Regions from separate parts of the Mus musculus genome. Here region 2 is linked to region 1. The links are chromatin contacts, called in public HiChIP or PLAC-seq maps. All regions are on one chromosome and are shown on one strand. The core of a region is the stretch at or near the end of the contact, and the rest is flanking DNA. Distances in the headings are between cores, read along the strand shown.

What was found. HiChIP or PLAC-seq counts read pairs in DNA pulled down with a chosen protein or histone mark.
Region 2: an H3K4me3 HiChIP or PLAC-seq map of bone marrow-derived macrophages shows a contact between it and region 1, with 3 times the contacts expected there. The contact joins two enhancer-like sites. A contact is called at or near these places in 2 of 39 promoter capture datasets (the C10 cell line and embryonic stem cells), 1 of 15 datasets of contacts at CTCF or cohesin (CD8 T cells), 10 of 484 Hi-C or Micro-C datasets (CD4 single positive thymocytes, the G1E-ER4 cell line, bone marrow-derived DN2 thymocytes and 7 more), 4 of 115 datasets of contacts at active chromatin or transcription factors (bone marrow-derived macrophages, effector CD8 T cells, large pre-B cells and 1 more) and 1 of 9 other capture datasets (adipose tissue).

Annotation. Positions count from the first base shown.
Region 1 is chr7:80,711,941-80,717,433 of GRCm38.p6, forward strand. It overlaps Iqgap1 (IQ motif containing GTPase activating protein 1), which reads right to left. Exons shown (of 38, transcript NM_016721.2): 37 at 5,071-5,179; 38 at 1-2,005. The coding sequence ends at 1,892. Among named protein-coding and RNA genes, the nearest start is that of Crtc3, 26 kb to the left of the region's middle. Within about 2 kb of position 3,536, at least 105 of the 459 cell types and tissues checked have an H3K27ac peak or open chromatin away from gene starts, as enhancers often do. A contact at or near this core is called in CD8 T cells, the G1E-ER4 cell line, bone marrow-derived macrophages and 1 more, where this site is marked.
Region 2 is chr7:80,626,198-80,631,048 of GRCm38.p6, forward strand. It overlaps Crtc3 (CREB regulated transcription coactivator 3), which reads right to left. Exons shown (of 15, transcript NM_173863.2): 3 at 3,423-3,542. Among named protein-coding and RNA genes, the nearest start is that of Gm15880, 7.4 kb to the right of the region's middle. Within about 2 kb of position 2,639, at least 231 of the 459 cell types and tissues checked have an H3K27ac peak or open chromatin away from gene starts, as enhancers often do. A contact at or near this core is called in CD8 T cells, the G1E-ER4 cell line, bone marrow-derived macrophages and 1 more, where this site is marked.

The DNA.
Region 1 (5,493 bases), core at 2,286-4,785:
AACCTGGATTCATTACTGTCTTGCAGGAGGCCCCGGGACATTTGTGATGGCAGTCTTAAGAAAACATACCTGAAAGCCAGGTATAATGGCTCACACCTTTAATCCCAGCACTAGGAGACAGATGCAGGCAGACTCTGAGTTCTAGACCAGTGTGATCTACACAGAGTTCTGATCTCTGTGAGCGCTAGACCAGCATGATCTACATAGAGTTCTAGGACAGCCAAGGCGACAGAGACCCCATCACCTCTGTCTTTAAAAAAAAAAAAAAAAAAAGACTCACTTGACCCCTCTGTTAACCTTGTTTTTGAGGTGATGAGGGTTGTAACAGGATCTTTTTCTTTTTTTTTTCCTTTTTCTTTCTCTCTCTTTTTTGGAGACAGGGCGGGGCTATGTAGCCCAGGCTGGCCGTGACTCAGTGATCTTTCTTCCTCAGCCTCTGAGTGCAGAGATTATAGGTGTTGACTACCATGCCAGACTTAGCATTTTCCTTTAACTTGAAAATGTTTTCTCAGAAAACTCTGTTCCAAAACACAATGTCAGGGTGGTGGCAGATCCTTTCTCGGCACCCACAGCTACCTGTGTCCACTCACTGAGACCTCTACCTGAGCCTGCACATGTGGACACCATGAAGGACCCTTCTCCAAGACTTACATTTGTAATAGGGACATACCGCATGATCTGTCACCAATTAAAAGAGCTTATTGGCCTTTGATATACATCAGTAAACTCTGCAGCGTTCGTTTAATTTTTAAGTTTTATGCAAGAATACCGAACCAAACATCAACGACATCATAGGCTCAGTAGCATGATTTAACTATCTTTTTGAATAAAGAGATTTTTTTTTTTAAGTTTATGACTTTTAATCCAAAGACAAAGGATTCCAAGTTCAGTGTCTGGAGCTGAACTGTCTTTGTTAGTCAGAGCCTAAGGGTCCAGGTTTCTCAGGATAAAAGCATGGCATGGATTGTCTCTTGTTGCTAAAATCAAGCAGGGTTATTCAGCAGCTCGGCAGATCGACCCTACTGTAGGCTAGAGAAAAGCTTCAAGAATTCAGATATACAGATTAACCCAATGAAAAAAAACAACCCTTTCTCAGAGTGTTCAAAAGCATTATATAAATCTTTAAAATTCCTATTACTCACATTTTAAGAAATAAATTTATACTTTGGTAAGGCACTCTTGGAATACAGTTTAGAAACAGTTACATTTTGAGCTGGGGGAAGCTATCCTTTGTGGAAGGGATGGTAAGTGCCCCGCCCACTCAGTCTCTAAATGGCCTGCTGTGACCATGGGTTTGCCTTCACCAGGAAGGGCTCTTCGCTAACGGCATTGTCCAGATTTATTGGAGAATTCAAAAGTAATTGCTCTTTTTCTCCTGAAGCTGCTTCATTTGAACAGAGAACAGTAACTTGGATTAGCTCTGCCCACAAAGGCAGCAGCCGGAAGACATCAGACTCCATCCTCTGACTGCGCCGATGGGTTGTACTTCTGGTGAATTTGATGTGCATGCTTGCTATCAACCTGACAGCTTTCACTTCTAAACGAGAATTTGAATTTCACCATTCTTATTGCTAAGTAAAACAAATACCAATGTCTACAAAGTAGTAATGACCACTTAGGAGGCTTTAACAGAAAGGGGTTGGGAGGGGGTCCCACTCTTTCCTACATGATGAGAGAAAATGAGGGAGCAGGGCTGAGGGGAAGTCAGGCTTATGGCTTCACAAGGAGAAGGGAGAGGGCACTGACGTCCGTCCGTCCGTCAGAGGGAGTGTGAACTGAGGCACCGCCACTGGACCAGGTCCTTGCTTCTAAGGAATAATGGAGGATCCTAGAAAGACAGCCGTGAGGTGCTGCCGTTTTTTGTTAACTCTTCTGGGCGGCGAGCGACCCATTACTTCCCATAGAACTTTTTGTTGAGAAGGAAGATCAGGAGGTTGACATTCACTTTAGCTCTATCAAATAATTTCATAACTGCAACTCCTTCATACTGTAGCTGCAGCAAGTCCTGTTTAAAAAACAAAACAAAACAATTTCACCATCGAATCCAGAACAAGAAAAGGAAGGACCCCACGATCCAGGAGAGGAGAGGCAGGACTTCTGTGCCAGGTGTGAAATGGTGCAGCAGGTCAGACACACTTCTCAGTGCAGAGCTTTACGGGGCACGACTGCCCTGGGGCCAGCTACCCTGGGTGCTGGAGCAACAGGGAGCCTACAACTTAGTCTTAGGTTATCATTTAGTTTATAGTAAAAGATTCTAAACACAAAGGGAAATTAGGAGTTATGTTCAGTTAAAATACATTTAAAGCTTATTTCAAAAGTTACAACGGTAGGGGCCGCTGGAGCAGTGAGCAGGGCATGGATGAGTGGGTGAAGCATCATCCTCAAGAGGCAAAGGGGAGGGTGGAGAGGGGAGAGGGGAGATGGGATGGGATTTGTTGAGGGGTAACTGGAAGGGGGATATGATTTGAAATGTAAAGGAATGATTAATCAAAAAGAAGTTATGATGGCATTTCCCCATTGTTTCAGATGTAGGTTAGAGGTTTTAATACACATAGAAAAAGTAAAGGCATTTCAATTTATGAAATATGCCAATGAGAATGAGAAATGAAAATGAGAATGACCTGTAATGTCTCAGTACCTACCAGTTGCTCTGCCCCCGCCCCGCCTCCACCCCTGGCACTTTTGCACAGGCTGACCGAATACTCCTGACCCCATGGTGGGATGACAGGTATGTGCTGCCTGGCTCAGTTTCTACAGTGCTGAGATCAAACCCAGGGGTTTGTGCCTGCCAAACAAGCATTCTACCAACAGAACTACATCTCCAGCTCTGCAGTCTACTGGAGTCCTTTGTTTTTAGGAGACTGAGCCCAGGGTCTCTTGTAAACTGAATATGACTCCAACTTCAACTCCGCATGAGAAAGGTTGTCTAACGTAAATGCAAGTACAACAGGAGGAGCAACCATCCAGCACCGAGCCTGTGTGTGGCCTCGGTTAGGCACCTTACACACTATTTTTTCAAGGCATTACAAAAACCTTATGAAGCATAATTATCTGAACTTTAGAGATGAGCTGCTGAGGCTCAAAGTGTTGGGTGGCAAGGCCATCAGGAAAGAGCTGGCTCTGGGGTGATCGGTATGATCGGCTGTTTTCTAATGTTCTCTGCAGTCCTGGCGGCTTACGACAGCACTGTCGTCACTACCACTAAACTGGTGAGTGGTGGTGAGGAAGGGCATGAAGGGACCGCAGTGTCCCAAGGATGGGGACCATGGTGTGTCCTCTCTGCCTAGCCTAACCCTAACCCCAGGCACCTATGAGGCAGACCAGTTCCTGAATCCGAGCAGCAGTGTACAGTCTCCTTAGCAGACTGGTTGGCCTGCACTGGCAGTGAAACCAATGGAATAGGGACTGTATGCAGTATGCTTAGTTACAGTGTGTGAAGAAATCCTTTCACAGTTACTGAATTAATATGCGCTGAGAGACTACTGGTTACCAACAGGGAGGTACAGATGACTAAGACATACTGTCTTAGGAGTTCCCAGTTTTGGGGGTGGCAGGGAAATGAGTCAGCTCGCACTGTCAACAGAGGATGTCTCAGGGCTGCTGAGTCAAGGGGAAGGGCCATCACTGCGGCTGTAGGGGGGCAGCGCGGGCCAGTGCTCACTGTTTGATGGAGGCAGGAGGCAGGTAGGGAGCAGAGGGAGGGAGGCTGATTCCAGGAGGGGAGAGCATCCTGTGCAGAAGGCGGAACGCTTGCTCACAGAGAGGCACCAGCCTGGTTTGCTAGACCACGGCAGTGGCAAGCAAGGCAGGGTGTGGCAAGACATGGAAGAGCAGTTTGGCAGTAGAGCATGTGTGAGGCTCAAAGTTTGATTCTCAGCACTGCAAAAGAAATGAGCCAACCAGGCTGAAGAGGTCACTCACTGGTTAGGAGCACTGACTGCTCTTCTAGAGGTTCTGAGTTCAATTCCCAGCAACCACATGGTGGCTCACAACCTTCTGTAATAGGATCTGATGCCCTCTTCTGGTGTGTGTCTGAAGACAGCTACATACATAAATACATAAATCTTTAAAAAAAAAAAAAAGAAAAGAAAAAGAAACCAACCAACAAAAACCGTAAGAGGTCTACTATGTGGTACACACATAGTTGGGTCTGGACACCGCTCATGAATCCTTTCAATTGTCTGATTATTTCTGGCTTTGGATTTTGAAGATTGCTTTCACTATACAGGCTGGCCAGGAATTACAATGAAGTCCAGGCTGGCCTCAAACTCTGAATCTTCTTGCCTCTGTCTCCTGAGAGCTGGATTACTGGTGCGTGTCACCATCCTTATTTGGTACATTTTTTAATGTGCAAAAATAGATATTTAGGCAGCTCGGCATGGTGGCACATATCTATAATCCCAGCATTTGGGAGAAACAGGAGAGTCAAGTGTTCAAGGCCAGACTCAACTACATAGTGGATTTGAGGATAGTTTGGGCTACATAAGATTCCTCCCACTCCCCAAAATCAGGTATTTGGGGTTGGAAATTGAACTCAGTGGGAAACAGCCTGCAAGCACAATGCTGAGGGTCAAATGTAAGCACCAGAAAGAAAAAAAAAAGAAACTTAAAAATAAATTAGGGGCAGCTACGTTATAAAACGGCTACAGAGTTAATTTTGAATTTAAAATGTGATTCAGAGTTACAACGAGGCAATGTGTTCACAAATTTTAGTAATATCCCTAACAAAAGGTATCCATATCAAATAAAAATGAAAACAAAGAGAGATTTCAAGTACAGAGCAGCAAAGAATCTCTTACTGCTAACACTGGTGGTTAGGTACCTCCTTCAAGGCCAGGGCACCAGCTCATCAGGGCTGGAGTGAAGATTCAGGTGTCAGAGCACTCTAAAGCATCCGCACAGGACGACTCTCAGAGGACACAGACCACACCCAACTCCCCAAGCCCTTAGCTTCTCCCAACTAGGCGCCCACCGAGCTCTCTGAATACACAAAGCTCTCCCCAAAGGCTTTCCCTTATCTTTTCTCCCACCTCATCGGAGAGCGTCACGCCTGAGCCTGTGCACACCCACCTGATAATGCAACATGAAAGTCTCCATCTGAACTCCCATGAACTTGGCTTTTACTTCAAAGTCTCCAACTTCTTCTGTTGGACCAATTTCGAAGATAACATTTTTAAATCTGTTGAAACACAACACCGTATGTGTGAGCTTTGAGTTTTTAGGTAATGAGACTCTGAGATGGGGGAGGGGGCACTAGGGGTAGATTCTGGACCTAAGTTCGCCTGGAGCGGCAGCGCCATTGGCAAAAGCATCCTGCTGTGGTGTCTGCTTTGACACCTGGAGAGAGAAATGGTCACCCCTCCCTGAAGCACTTGCAATTTGTTCCAAGACGGCCCATGAGAAGGCCACCAAAGCCTGAAATGGTGAGACCAGATGGCCCCGCCCTGAAGCAACAGTCAAAAGTCAGTGAGAAAAGGAGCAGGGTGTGGTGGC
Region 2 (4,851 bases), core at 1,389-3,888, 87 kb before region 1:
GCTCATTTTATTTGGGACCAATCTCTTATCTTAGCAAGTCTGCCGACCCCAAAACAATACCCACAAGAAGAAAATCCTGAATACATCTTTTTTTCTTCTATTTATACCAACAAAGATTCAAACCAGTTTTCTGGCTTTTAAAATGGTAAAACTTGTGAGCTGGAGAGATGGCTCAGAGGCTAAGAGCACTGGCTGGTCTTCCAGAGAACCTAATTTGGTTTCACATGGTGGCTCACAACTGTCTGTGACTACAGTTTCAGGAAATCTCACATCTTCTAACTTCTATAGGGACCAGATACATATATGTGCACAGACAAACATGCAGGCAAAATACAATATGCATAAAAGATAATTCTTGGGACTAGTGAGATGGCTCAGCAGGTAAGAGCACTGAATGCTCTTCCGAAGGTCTTGAGTTCAAATCCCAGCAACCACATGGTGGCTCACAACCCTCCGTAATGAGATCTGAAGCCCTCCTCTGGAGTGTCTGAAGACAGCTACAGTGTACTTACATATAATAAATAAATAAATCTTAAAAAAAGATAATTCTTAAAAATTAGACTGGTACCATAGACAAATATGAAAGGCAGGAGTTTAAAGTGAGCTGTTTCATAGCTAACAGCATACACACCAGAAAAGCCAAGAAGGCCTCTGTCTCCCTGCAAACTCTGAGTAAGTCACCAGCTGAGGTGTCAAACTGTCCTTCCTGTCACTTGTCACTTGCTGCCCAGCCTTTTGACTCCTCACACAGGACTTATTAGTTCATTAGTGACGCCCCTAGGCTAGCGAACTTCTGTATATCAGCACAGGTCCAGGCCCAGAATCCCAACTAGGGGCTTAGGAAACAATCGCAGAGAGACAGCTCATGATCAGTGAATCAGATCACACTCTGCGCTCAACAACTTTCTCTGCATATCTGTTTGGTTTTTCCTTTCCCTGGGAGCTGGCAAGCTTTGCTAATGCTCTTACAAACTGATTCAGAGCCAGGCCATCCTCTAGGATGTATTGCCCAGAATGAGACAGGTTCCCTGAACACGCAGTACAGTCCTTCCTAGGACTTTACCTGTTCCATTCCCAATGTCAGAACATTTCCTGGGAACTGCTAAGTTCTTGAATATACTATCTATGGTGACTTGAATGAGAACAGCCCTCATAGCCTCTCATGTTTGAATACTTGGTCTCTAGTTGGTAGAACTAGTTAGGAAAGATTAGGAGGCGTGGCCTTGTTGTAGGAGGTGTCACTGGGTAGGGGTGGACTTTGAGGTTTCAGAAGACATTCCCAGTTAGCTGTCTCTGCTTTGAGGTTGTGTCTCAGGATGTGAGTGCCCAGCTATCGCTCCAGTGCCATGCCTGCCAGCATGCTTTCTGCCATGCTCCCCACAATGATGTCATGGACTCTAAGCCCCTAATAAACTCTTTCTTCTATAATTTTCCTTGGACATGGTGTCTTATCACAGAACTAGAAAAGTAACTAAGATACTATCTGAAGTTATTTTCCTTAATTAATTAATTATTACTATTTGCCTCTTAGCTGTCCACCGTCTCCCAAAGGACTGTAAAACTCAAAAATACAGGGTTGATATCCCCTTCATCACTTTGAGCTCTGTGCCTAAGACATTGCCTGGTCCAGGAAAGGGTCTCCATGTGTGTTTAGTGAGTGGACACATCACACCCTACTTCTTTCTTAACCTTTAAGCCTCAATCCCCTTCTCTCTCCCGTCCGTGTCTCTCTCTCTCTCTCTCTCTCTCTCTCTCTCTCTCTCCATCTCTCTCTCCCCCTACCCCTTTTCTTCCCTTTTCTCTCTTTCCCTTCCCCCTCCTTCCAGTCTTTTCCTTCTTCATGCTGAGAATGAACCCTAGGCTGTGCACAAGCCATAAGGCTCTGCCACTGAGCCACGCTACCAGGGAAATTTTTTTTCTTGAACCCAAACCCTCAAGAATGCTAGGCAAGCACCTACCACTGAGCTGCACACTCCAGCCCCTGCACAGTTCAATCAGGCAGAGAAACATCTGGTTGTTTGCTAGAGGATTCCAAGCCATTTGGACAATCGCTCGGTGTGCCACTCCACATCAGATGTGCTCGTTAGATAAACTGCTTCCCTTTACCCTCTACATTCTACATGAAGTGTGGGAAGGAATTCCCACGATCCTACATCATTCTTATGTGCCCTGACGGACACCATGTAACAGAGAGAACTAGAAGTCACTGCAGCCCTGTGGGCTGGATCTGTCCAGTGGGGAGAGCTGGGAGAAGTCAACACTCCCCAGAACCACTGTCCTCACCTCTCAGCAGAGAGAGACCTAGAGGCCATGATGGCCAGGAAAGCTGGGCTTCCTCTCTACATCCCTGCTGTTCCTCACAGGAGTATTCTCCTGCATATGTTAGCATGGCCACTGAGTGGACGAGCCTGGGCTACATGAGTCGCAGCAGTGGACTCTTGGGCAACTTACTCTGATATCTTAGTTTTCTCGTGGGAAAACTGAGGGTTAAAAAACAAACGACTCATTGAATTCTGAGGACTAAATGACATATAAATTGCCTAGCACAGTGTCTGGCATGGGTAGGTGCTCAGTAAACATGAGTGCCCTCCCCCACTTCCTGGTTTCTAAGCTTATGAAGCCAACTCTGCCATCACTGCCAGGAATCAGCTCTCTGCAGGGAGACTCGCCCCGCCCATCTGCTCCTTCCTCCGCCAGGCTTGTCCTGAGCTCAGTGAAGTGAGAGAAGCTTCCTCACTTCTGCCTCTCCTTGTCCTAACCAGCAGGCTCAGGTTTGTCTGCCCCAACCCTCAGTACTGTGCTGGCCCCACTCAGAAAGCCACCCTAGCCTGGCCCCTGTCCGACTCCCAACAGACAGTGCTGAGCTCAGCCGGTCGGGCTCACAGCTCCTTTCTTCATTACTCAGCCACACAGAGTGCGCTGGTACATCTCTGTTTAGGAGGCTTCCTAAACGCCCACTTTACATCTTACCTGTCATTTACTGAGTCTGAGACTAGACAGACAGACAGTCTTGTAAGATTTCCTCTTTCAGTTCCAAAAGCAGGTCATCAGGTCAACAAAACACAAACACATGGATCTGCCTGGGTTTGGCTAGACAGCCTACATCTCTCTAGTTGATTCAAAGTCAAGCTTAATACTGCTGATTTCTGAAGAAAACGTCAAAGATGCCTTGTCCACCAGAACTGAATGCTTATGTTCTGTTCTAGTCAACGGAACTTTACCGACGCTCTCATAACCAACGACCGAGCTCTTCCCAGTCTGGCTGTAGGGATGTTTACAGTTTTAAACTCTGTTACTTTTATTGCTTCCTCTCTGCAGATCAGATGAAGCTCTGAGGCCACAGGGGAACCACAGGGAGATAAATCCCGGCCATTTCTCAATCATTTCAAAACACACTCTCCTCAGACAGGGAAAAAGGATATCTGTCTCCCTGGCTTGTCCCCAGACCTTCGGTGAAGGGGGTGGAAGCGGTTCCGGGCTGGCCTCTCCACCAGCCCATGGTGGCGGGTTCCACGAACATTATCGGCTTGATGAAGTGATGGCTGCAGAGAGAAAGAAGAACAGTTAGCCTCAACCATGAACTGCCACTCACCCTCAGGAGCAACTGGTAACAGACAAAAGCCGGAGCTTCTAACTTTACTATTGCATGTTGGTGCTTTGCGTCAAAGTAAATAAAATGTCACACATGGCTCTGTTTCTATATAATTACAGAATATATCAAAAATAGCCTTTAATGTGTTAATATGGAAGCAGGCAGATTCTATACAAAAATTGTCACAATTAGGAAATGGAGAATCCGGGGGACTACGACTTCAAGCTCTTCTTGCTCTTCTAAAATTCTCCTCTAAGATGTGTTTATTGGGCCAGCAAGATAGGTCAGTGGGTAAAGGTGCCTGCCTCACCAACCCCGAGTCTGAGTTCAACCCCTGATCCCACAAACAGAAGGAAGGAAAGAACCAACTCTATGAAGTTATTCTCGGATCTCTACACAAATGCCAGACGCACTCGCCCCCATACACAGACACACACACACACACACACACACACACAGACACACACACACACACGCACACACACGTTTAAAACTGCAATATCGAGCTGGGTGCCACACACCAGTAATCCCAGAATTTGAAGGGTAGAGGCAGAATAATCACAATTTCAAAGCCAACCTAGGCCACAGGGTGAAACAAACAAATAAACAAAACCAAAAATAAATATCAAAAAGAAATCAAACCCTGTTGCCCTACAGTACTTAATGCTCCTTTTGCTCTTCAAGCCTACCTGTATATAACCTTTACATTATATAACTGTATATAACCTTTACATTATATAACTGTATATAACTGTATATAACTGTATGTAACTTTATATTAACAAGCCTACCTGTATATAACCTTTACATTATATAACTGTATATAACCTTTACATTATATAACTGTATATAACTTTATATTAACTTTTATATTGTTGCACCTCAGAGTGAACATTTCTGATATATAGCTTTTATGCGTGACATTATTTCATAAATATGTTATAAAACCTATTTATTAGTTCAGAAATCACACAGTACTTCATCTCTAGTATTCAAAAAACCAGCAATCTATATTGTAGTTCAAAAATGTATGAAATCCCTCAACATCTTCCACTTGCTAACAAGCTCCTCTGTCCTCCTGGTGTATAAGATGGGGATGATAACTTCCACTCAGGCTTGTTAAGGACATGAAATAAAGGACCAGCAAGATGGCTCAGTGGTTTTAGTTTGCCACCCATGCTTCAGTTTAATCCCCAGAACCCACATGGTGGAGAGAGAAAAGTGACTCCCATAAATTGTTCTCTGAACTCCACGGGTAT